Linked DNA regions of Mus musculus: all the other regions are linked to region 1. A link is a contact called in public Hi-C and HiChIP or PLAC-seq data. All regions are on one chromosome and are shown on one strand. Each heading gives the region's core, a stretch centred on a gene start, on an enhancer-like site or on the middle of the called end of the contact. The rest is flanking DNA. Distances are from core to core; before and after follow the strand shown.

Evidence for each region. HiChIP or PLAC-seq counts read pairs in DNA pulled down with a chosen protein or histone mark. Hi-C and Micro-C count contacts between places; a contact is called where the count stands out from the background.
Region 2: a contact with region 1 is called in a Hi-C map of cerebellar granule neurons, with 3 times the contacts expected there. The contact joins two enhancer-like sites. A contact is called at or near these places in 1 of 15 datasets of contacts at CTCF or cohesin (pro-B cells), 1 of 484 Hi-C or Micro-C datasets (cerebellar granule neurons) and 1 of 9 other capture datasets (embryonic stem cells).
Region 3: a contact with region 1 is called in a RAD21 HiChIP or PLAC-seq map of pro-B cells, with 16 times the contacts expected there. The contact joins two enhancer-like sites. A contact is called at or near these places in 1 of 15 datasets of contacts at CTCF or cohesin (pro-B cells), 1 of 484 Hi-C or Micro-C datasets (the HPC-7 cell line) and 1 of 115 datasets of contacts at active chromatin or transcription factors (embryonic basal ganglia).

Annotation. Positions count from the first base shown.
Region 1 is chr1:137,330,311-137,333,573 of GRCm38.p6, forward strand. No RefSeq gene overlaps it. Among named protein-coding and RNA genes, the nearest start is that of Gm34244, 22 kb to the right of the region's middle. Within about 2 kb of position 1,826, at least 51 of the 459 cell types and tissues checked have an H3K27ac peak or open chromatin away from gene starts, as enhancers often do. A contact at or near this core is called in cerebellar granule neurons and pro-B cells, where this site is marked.
Region 2 is chr1:137,689,985-137,693,183 of GRCm38.p6, forward strand. No RefSeq gene overlaps it. Among named protein-coding and RNA genes, the nearest start is that of Gm34306, 76 kb to the right of the region's middle. Within about 2 kb of position 1,392, at least 11 of the 459 cell types and tissues checked have an H3K27ac peak or open chromatin away from gene starts, as enhancers often do. A contact at or near this core is called in cerebellar granule neurons, where this site is marked.
Region 3 is chr1:137,829,888-137,833,153 of GRCm38.p6, forward strand. No RefSeq gene overlaps it. Among named protein-coding and RNA genes, the nearest start is that of Gm34306, 64 kb to the left of the region's middle. Within about 2 kb of position 1,579, at least 13 of the 459 cell types and tissues checked have an H3K27ac peak or open chromatin away from gene starts, as enhancers often do. A contact at or near this core is called in pro-B cells, where this site is marked.

The DNA.
Region 1 (3,263 bases), core at 576-3,075:
ACCCTTGCACTTACTGCCGCTCTTCCTTGCCGAACCCATTAACAGGTTAGGGTGGATGGAGAACCGACTTCTGCCTGGGCCTCTTGTAAGTGGTTTATGCATCTGTAAAATGAGTGACTATGTCCCCAAATCTGCATTCATTTGCCCCTTCATCCCAGCCTAATATTCTTTTCCTGATGCTGAATTAGCAGTGAGTGAGAACCCCTTGGAACAAACGGTTCCACAATGGATCTCTGGCAGAAGTTTAAGATGACAACGAAACAAGAAAATAAGATTAGTGAAGGTAAGTCTTCCATTCTTGTTTAGTTCTTTAGTGCCAGTTTCCAGGACCAGAAGGGCCTCCTGTCTGTTTGTTTTGTCTCTGACTCTGTCTGTTTCTGTCTCTCTGTCTGTCTCTCTGTCCATCTTTTTCTGTCTCTCTCATCTGTCTGCCTGTCTGTCTGTCTATCTCTGTCTTTCCCTCCATTCTCTCATTTCAAGCAGAAAGCCAGCAGAGGGCACTGGTAACCCTGAACATGCAAGATATCTGGTGGAAAGTTCCCTGCAGAAGGGCAGCCCAGTGTTAAGACAGAGGGGGGCGGGGGTAGGGGAGGCTAGAGAAGTATAGGCTTCGTACTTTCATGTCCGTATTTTGTAAGTCTATTAAAAATTGGGAGAACCTTCTCTATCTCTCCTTTAAAATGCTTGAGAGTGGCTTCCCCAAAATATGATAGAATAGCATTGAAATACTTCAAGCAGAGTGAAGATGATTAACACTATATTATTCTGCAATTTTTAAATCATTTTATTTGACTCAAAATGTTTGCACTCATGTGGGTAGGATTCAGTTAGAAAATTGAAGTATGCTTTGCCCATTGAGAAATGGTGTATGCGTGTGTTTCCAAGTTTTAAAACCTATTCCAAAGCAGTTATATCCATCAGGAGTGTATAAAATACCTGCAAGTGGCAAGTATAATTACTTGTGCCTGTTGTTAAAAATTGAAGTTGATGTAGTTTTTAAGTTGGAATTTCTACCAATGTGTAACCACCACTTATGTGTGTATGTATATGTGACTACTATATTTATATGTGAGTCATGTAAAATATATCACACACATATTTATATTTTTCCAGAATCTGTCTTTGTGATGCTGCAGAAACTTTCCTAGTGGTTAGTGCTGCTGTGCAGTGGTCTCTTACCTAGATGGACCTATTTTTCCACGGCACCCAAACCTGCATGGCGCTGAGCTAGTTCCTTTAGAATGACTGCCCAATGCTCAGGTATGCCAAAGCTTTCAGGACTTCGCTTGTTAATGCCACAAAAAAGAAAAAAAAATTCATGCACACATGCTTGGAAGCTCTTGTCTGAAAGACCATGGATGTCTTTACTTCCAATTAGACAGTCACTAGGCAGCAAATACAGCATATGACTTATATTGAAGGGCTATGGGCTGCCTGTATCAACTGCTAGAACAGCTAACCTCAGCAACAGTCATCAAAGCTTTAATATAAGAAAACTATATGTGCAAAGACACGTGCGAAGCTCACTTTGAATGTGTTACAGACTCCAGTACTCAGGACAGTTGGCACAGATGGCCAGCCTGACATCAGACTGCTCCTTTTTTTTTTTTTTTTTTTTAAACCGTGACCAGTTCTGGAGAGTGCTGGACTAGAGACTCTGTCATTTCTGACAACAGGAGAACCAGAGACCCAGTGACATTCAAGTTTTGGCATTTTCCAATTTCTTTTTGGATGATTTAACGACCAAAACTGCTGCAACCTACACATTTTGCTTGTCTTCCTTCCTCCACGATGGAGCTAGGATAGGATATGGCTGTTCGTGGCTTTCTGCCTCTGGATGGCAGTAACTCCTGCTTGAATGTTCATGACCCTTAACTGTAATGTCTTAAAGTAAGGACTTCCCATCCTTTGTTAGTTTTCTGTCCAAAGAAAACACGAAATTTGCTTGGTCTGAAACACACACACACACACACACACTCCAAACAAGGAGTCTGTTTAATGTTAAAAAACCGATACCACCAATCCCAGGCTAGAAAGAAAATGAGGACTCAGGGAGCTAACCTAAAAAAACAAAAAAACTGAAAACCTGGCATTTGGATATTTCCATATGTTTATATGTGATTCATTTTCCTTCTTACATAAATTAACAAATGCTGCCGAGCCAAGCGTATTTTTTTTCCCTCAAGACAACGAGGCTCTGCAAAGCTCTAGGAATATATCCAGGCTTTGGGAATAAGCATGTCTACCACTAAAATTATGTGCTCTGATTAATATAGTCCATCTGGATTTTCTGACTGAGGCTTTTCATAGACACAAAGAATTAAAGAGCTTAAACATTAAATACAGAGCAGTGCACACATGGTAAATGTGGTTCTCTAACCTCCCCATGCTGTGGCTACTGCAGTACCGTGAACCGACATCTGGATAGGGCTGTGGGCTGTAATTTATTGTCCTGTAATATTTTCCCGGTCCTCCTCTTGCATGTTCTTTTAAACCTGCTGTTTCTTTTCTTTGGTTCTCTGTCCTAGCCTCACATGCTCCTGTAATGTTTACCTCCTACAGTGAACTAGGACTGAAAGCTCTTCCAACCTCCATTGCCAGCTCTGGGCCTTTGCACAGACGTGTTAGAGAGGGGTTTGTGGGAATCCCTAGCTCCAGCTTGTGGAACCTTTAGACAGGCATGGCTTTCTTATTGGGAAAAGAGGATGGGTTAGTGTGAGAAAAAGAAATCTACTCTTGAGTATTCTTTTTTTTATTTTATGTTTTAAAGTTCTTTTGAGTACTTACTAAAAAGTAATAGATTATGACCCAAACCTACCACCCGAACTTCAGTCCTGGAAATCTCACTCAGTCTTGGTATCTAACTGAGGTGGTGTAAGCTCTTAACGGCTTCATAGTGACCACTCTTGAGTCTTTGGTGATTTGGAGGGTTTACTGCATACTCATGCATTTCATTCTTTCCTAATCTGAAAAGGGAATGTGAATCCTATGGCTTCTAAATGATAGATTAAAAATATACATATTTTTCCTGCAATGATTTTTTTTTGATGCCACATGAAATGGTTTCTGTAAGTATGAGCGAGTATGATTATTGGGTTTCTTGGGACAATAGTAGAGAATCTACAGAAATACCTGGGGCACAATAAAGCCCCAAATGTATAGTCTACATAGCAAAACCAAGGGGAAGACAGAAAGTCATTGACTCCAATAGTGATAAAAGCAAAGAGGGATTCTGGGATACAATCCTTCAAATCTAGGGTCAG
Region 2 (3,199 bases), core at 142-2,641, 360 kb after region 1:
TTCTATTAGACTAGGAGTGATGGGAAACTTCATGTATACCTTTTCATATTACAAAATGTGCTGTAGATCGTGTTGTTTCTTCCTAAAATTAGATACTAGTGGATGATGAGGTGTTGAAATGGAGGTCTGAGCAGTTAAGAATTTTGCCTGAAGTACAACTCTGGCAAGTTGCTGTGTGGTACCTCTGACCCTCCCATCCTCCCCGGCATCAGCATCCATGAGGGACTCAGTGCACTTTGTTATCTGCTGCCACTTCTGCTCTTACTCAAGAAAACTCTCAAGGGCTTCTGGGACACAAAGAACATGAGTGCTCAGGAGAGGGCTTCAAAGCTCACATTTTTTGTCGATAGTATGGTAATATGAAACAGCCAATGATATAGTATTCTAATTTTATTCTCTACTGCATACATTTGGGCAGACTTTCCTCATATCCAAGTCTCCAATTTTTCACTTTTCAAAAGGAGAGGCAGCCGAGAGAGCGGCCGTGAGAAATACGCACAGCTCAGCAGGAAGAGCCTGGTGTTTGCCATGCCAAGAAACAAAGACCCAGGAAAGGCAACACTCAGTTCTCCAGCAGCCTTTGTCATCTGAGAGGTGCACTTTGTGTTTTCTATCAATTATTAAAGTATGTGGCAATATATGGACTTTACAACAAATTTTCAGATTAATTGATACAAAAGCAGGAGAAATAAATGTCTGAATAAGTAATTTTCTTTCATTTATGTTAACTAACCATTTATTTCTTTTTTTAAAGATAAGTTAATTTCATTGTTTAAGAAGTTTATCCATGCATATAATGCATTTGAATCAAAGCCATTCACCCCACTCCTGCTCCCTAATTCCTTCCCTATTCCCTCATCCCATTTCCTTCCCAGTTTCATGTGCTTTGTTTTAAAACTGAGTCTGTTTAAGCTCTGCCTGCATGGGCATGGACGTGGAGATCATTTATCGGAGAACGTGGCCTCTCCTAGTTCATCACATCCCCGGTGAATCTAACTCCATTCAACCTCCACCCATCAATTGCCAGTAGCTTCATGAGTTCTCCCCTCTTCCATGATGAGATTTTACCGAACTTGATCTTGCCCAGCTGCCCATCTCCTGTGTATGCAGTCCTAGCTGCTGTGAGTTTGTGTGTGCATTGTCCCTGTTATGCCTGGCAAATACTGTTTTGTTGTAGAGCTCTACTATATCATTTCAGTGTTAGGACTGAGCCAAGTGTATGATCTTACTGAAGCCATTCCTTGGCTATGTACCTGCTGTAAGGTTCTGTATAGACCTTTTAATAACGAATTCAGAGCTTCTCCAAGTAGCTGAGCACTCTTGAAAGATGGTTCCAGCTTGTATCTGGAGTCACACTGTGAATTAAGCAACTGTCCTCATAAGCCAGGGCACTGAGCCTCAAGTCAAGCATGTGATGGTCCATCTGCTGCGCTAAGCAACGGTCAATGGACACTTACCCAGGGGAGTCATTTAGATTTAACCAGGAGACCTCACTTTCACTGGATAGTCAGGCTGGAGCCACAGAGTGTTTGCTTAAGTAACCAAAGAATAATAAAAATAAAACTCTGAAATGGAGGTAAAGAAGTATATTGGGGTCATTTTCAACGTATATCAAAATAGCTTGGAAGCAGGAAGTGTTAAGAGGGATATTATTAGGAGATACGGTTAAGAACTGAATAGCACTCTGGATTCTAACCACATGTATCATTGATGTTCTCAACACTTTCTTACCCTGCACCAGCTGGGGATGTAGACCTGTTTCTTTTTTTTAGTATTTGAGAGGAACACGGGAAAGAATGGTGATATTTTAAAAGGGTCGTTACCAGAAAGTTCCTGGAAAGAAAAGTCCAGTTCTACCTGTGTCATTCTTTTAACTAGAATTCATTCTAGACCTAAGGGAAAAGGAAGTCTAGATGCCTCCTTTGTGTGCCAACTATGCCAAGTGGCCCTATGTATAGATCTAAGTAGAAGCATCAGAAGTACTCATGATCCCATCAATAAACTCAGAACAACTTTTACTTGAAAAGGCTACTTTACAGCCATGCACAGTAATTAACCCTGAAGAGTTCCAGGTTGAATTATTGACTATCCTTGCAAGTTTGTTGTTTGTTTGTTTAATCAACATTACTTTTGGAGCAGCTTCAGGCCCAAAGTAGAACTATTCAGAAAGTAGGTTAATTGTGAGGTTCCTGATTCAAGCATGTAGCGCTGTCTATGCTGTGAATATTCCACACAGACAGTGCATTTGCTAAAATCAATGAACCTGAATTGACACATCTCCATCACGCATGCTCCACACTCTCAAAATAAAAATCAGAAGCAGTGTCTTAATGGGTCTCCTCCTCCTAGTGCTTTAAGAATGCTATTGACAATGTGAAAAGCCAGGAGTAGGCTTCCCTTAGTGATGTTTAGAAACATATGTGCATTGGTGCTCTAAGGTGCATTTTTCATGTAGACACTTAAGAAACTGTCCTACTGGGTTTACCTGTAAGCTTTTGTCTCAGGCACATTTTTATTATTCTATTCCAAAGAACTAGAGCCTAATATCTGCTAAGCTTCCTCAGCTTTAATGATCTGAAAATAATCTAAGTTAATTTCCAGAGGGAAGAGATTGTGAAAAGAGCTGCATTTGCTTGGGAAGATGTCAGGCTCTCTGAAAGCAGTCTGACTAAACATAGGTTAATGGTATAAATGACAGAGTTGAGCAAGACATAATTGAGGGGGCCTGTTTCCTTCCTCTCAGAAGCGCCATGAGCCATTGGCACAGGGACAAAGTGGGTGAGCTCACCCTGTCATGTGGAATTGTTTTCTTTGTGGCCGTTAAGTTAGTTGTCCTTAGATACAGTAGCATTACAAAATTAATCAATCAGTTATTGTTAGAATCCATTAATTCACTTTTTAATGTAGTAATCTTATGAGCATAAACTGTTTTCAATAACTGAATCATTAGTGTGGAAGACAATATTTATTCTTTGTTTGATTATAGATCGTCAAAGTATGTGAAGAAAGCATGTTGATTAATCAGTTGTTCTATAATCCAAATCACATGTATGCATATGTGCATCTTCAGATGTTCTAGCCCAAGTTTAAGGTAGATTGCTTCATTTTGATGATATGAAGCAAAAAAAGTGACTTCTTTCATAATCAGTCTTTTGTTTTGTCAGACTATGTGGAGCTATCACTTTAGAGCAGATAACCT
Region 3 (3,266 bases), core at 329-2,828, 500 kb after region 1:
AGCTTCTCCCACTTCTCAGAAGAAAACTCACTTTGATTGCAGGGAGCAGAAGGCACAGAATGAAGTCTGTCTCTTTGCCCTTTTCCCTAGCATTTATTACTCTCATCCAAAGGAAATGTTAAAAATTTTTTCAGAAGTATGAGTATAAATTTTCCCTTACACTTGTTTGTGTTTCTAAAGCAAAACGCAATGGGAAACAGCTGTGACAACCAGTCTGTACCTATTTGTACATTTACTTTAAACCCTCACATATCAAAAAACTAGCGATGCCTACAACCAATAACAATAACAAGCTTATAGAGAATCTTATGGAGCAGGTCAGGGGGATAAACGTTGACCTTAGGGATGTCTCACTCAATCACACACATCTGACCCTTGAGTTTAGAAGGGATGTTCAGGTGGGAAATTCTCTGTGTTTGTGTGCACTTGTTTATCTGTGCATGCATGTCTGTGCATGTATGTGAGCATGTTTGTTCATGAGTGTATGTATGTGTGTGTATGTGTGTGTGTGTGTGCATTCGTATCCATGTGTGTGTGTTCTCAAGTTGCCCAAGGACAGAGTTCTGAGAATGTAAACAGTCTGAATTGTCACTGACAAGCAGAATCCATTGGAAACCTCTGAGAATGACTACAAGCTCATGTTCCATCAGCACTGGGACATTAGGTGTGGGGGATTTATCTAAGTTTTCAGTGGAAGTGCCTGAAGAACAAATGAAGAACATGTGTGTAAGTTGGAAAAAGAGTCTTGGCTACATAAACTCAACAAACTTGCTTGATGGGTGTAGACTCTAGGAAGCTTGGATCTATAGTGTGGATTTTAAATTTTATCCAGCCTCTGAGACACACCAGACAGGGGTAACTAGGGCAAATTCTGATAACAGACAAATGTGGCCCTGAGCTTTTTCATCTATGTGAAACTTGGAGAGTTAGATCACTACTTGGAACTTCAGTCTAATCTTTAAACTGGAGGTGATAACACAGTTATTTTCAAGTGTGGTTTCTAATCAGGTGTATAGATTATATCAGGTCCTTATATATAAAGATAATCCTTTCACAGGAACTCTATAGTCAGTCTGTGAGAAAAGAAAGAGTTACCAATATGATTTTACAGGAATCCCCTGATTCCTTTTCCTGCGTGGAAATTAATTTATCCTTAAAAATGTGTTGGACAAGCTCCTTCTAGTAGCTACTAGTAACATAGTAAATGATTGATAACATAGTGGATAAATCTTGAATTAATTTTCTGGGCTAAATTTTAAAAAAGATATTATAAATTACCTAAAATAAACATTTCTTCTTCTGTTTTTAAGAACATCATTAGTCAAACACAAAGGTCCGACTCTGCCCAAGAACCGTTTTTAAATATGACCATTTTTAAAAGTTTGATATTTTACTATTTTTTCCCCTTAGAACCCCATTTTTAAAAATATAAACTTATTTTAAATATTTTTTTTAAATATATTTCTCCTAACTAGGAGATGAGTTTTGCTACGCAAAGACTCTGACTCTGCTAAGGGAGTTTTCTTCAAAGCATTGCTCTGTGTTCAGCCAGCACCAAGCGGAACTTGAAGCTTTAAGGGTCTGACTAAATTTAGAAACCACAATGTTCAAGTGGTTCTAAATTTGACAGAGAGAACCAGGAGCTAGCCAAAACTGGATATCAAACGATCTTTTCTATTATCACAACAGGTCAGACAAGATATTATTTCCCTAAACTTAGAAAATCTCCAGCCAACAAACAAAGACCCATAAATTAAGAGTCAAGTGTCGATGTGCCAGACAGATGGATAGACAGGAAGGAAGGAAGGAAGGAGGGAGGGAAGGAAGGAAGGAAGGAAGGAAGGAAGGAAGAAAACACAGAAGGAAACAAACACACACACATTGCCCTAGTCATTATTTTGGAAGATTTTTCTGATAATATGTGAAATAAAATGTATCAAATCTATTAATAAGAATAGAAAAAATGAAAACTCTTCCTACCAAGGACACCATTTCTATGCCTGGAAGTGTACTGTGGGGTGTGATGAGGTCAAGATGAGCTGTGCTAGGAGCAATTCATACCACAGAACTGAATTTTTAGCCTACCTCCTCACATCAAATCTGTGATTTTATGCATAATAGAACACAGTGACATTGTCAAAATTGATGGCGATATTTGAAAATTTCAGATTAATTACCTAAATTTTTCTATTTTAATTATTACTGTGTAAATATATGGGTGTGGCATGTGTGAAACTGGACATGGTGTGCTTTTTTTTATGGGGGCAGGATGTAGTAGTCTACTGCCAGGATGTGTGTGTGTGTGTGTGTGTGTGTGTGTGTTTGCTCTAAAGATATACCTTTTTTGGTGTTATTAAGTGTCCTAGTAAAACCTACTAAATTTTTATAGGACAAAATTTCAGGAAAAAAATACGACATTAATTCTTAATATCCTAGTTCCATTTATAAATATTGTGATACAATTACTTCCAAGAAATAAAGACACACTGATGCATATAATCTTCAACTTGATTGCAATGGAAAATACAGCCATAGATTTCTTAAGGGTGCAATGTAAAAAGCTCTAAAGTTGAGAGTAGTGGATGATTTTATTAATATAGAAGGGATCTGGGCAGTTATTTCAGAGGGAAGGGATATGTTTTCGGAGAGAAAGAAAATGTTCATTTCTAAAACCACTTAATGTCTTCAGCTACTATAAGACCTATTTTCGTTTCCCTGTGTGGTTCTCAGCCCTTGGACTGTCGCTTAGTACCACAGCTCAGCCATCCTAAAATAGTGTTGAAGAGTTTTCACTTCTGATCTCTGCAATTGGATGCGCTGAAGCAAACATCAGTAACAGACTAATTTTAAAATGCTAGCTGTTCTCCAAATTATATCATCAACAATCAGTACAATTTCAGAATTTTGTGAAATGCTTACTGAAATCTAGAAAGTTATCTTCTCCCCCCAAGCATACTAAATAAATAGTTGTGCATAGAAACCAATAAAGGTTAGACCAACAAGCTTTGTCACAAAGCTTATAGTGGACAGCCTGAAATTCTGTCATTTCTGTTGTACATCTGCTTTCCTTCTGAAATAATTGGTCACAAGATTCCATGAATATTATAATACACCAGTGAATTAGTTTTAGATCATGGCTTTGCAGGAGAGCAGCATTGTGTCTTGGTTTTTCCCAATGTTTACTTAGGCCTAAGTTTCCCACACTCTGTTTGTATAATTCCTGAGTGATTGGAGGTAATTGCAGGTCATTCTTTATTGTCTACAGG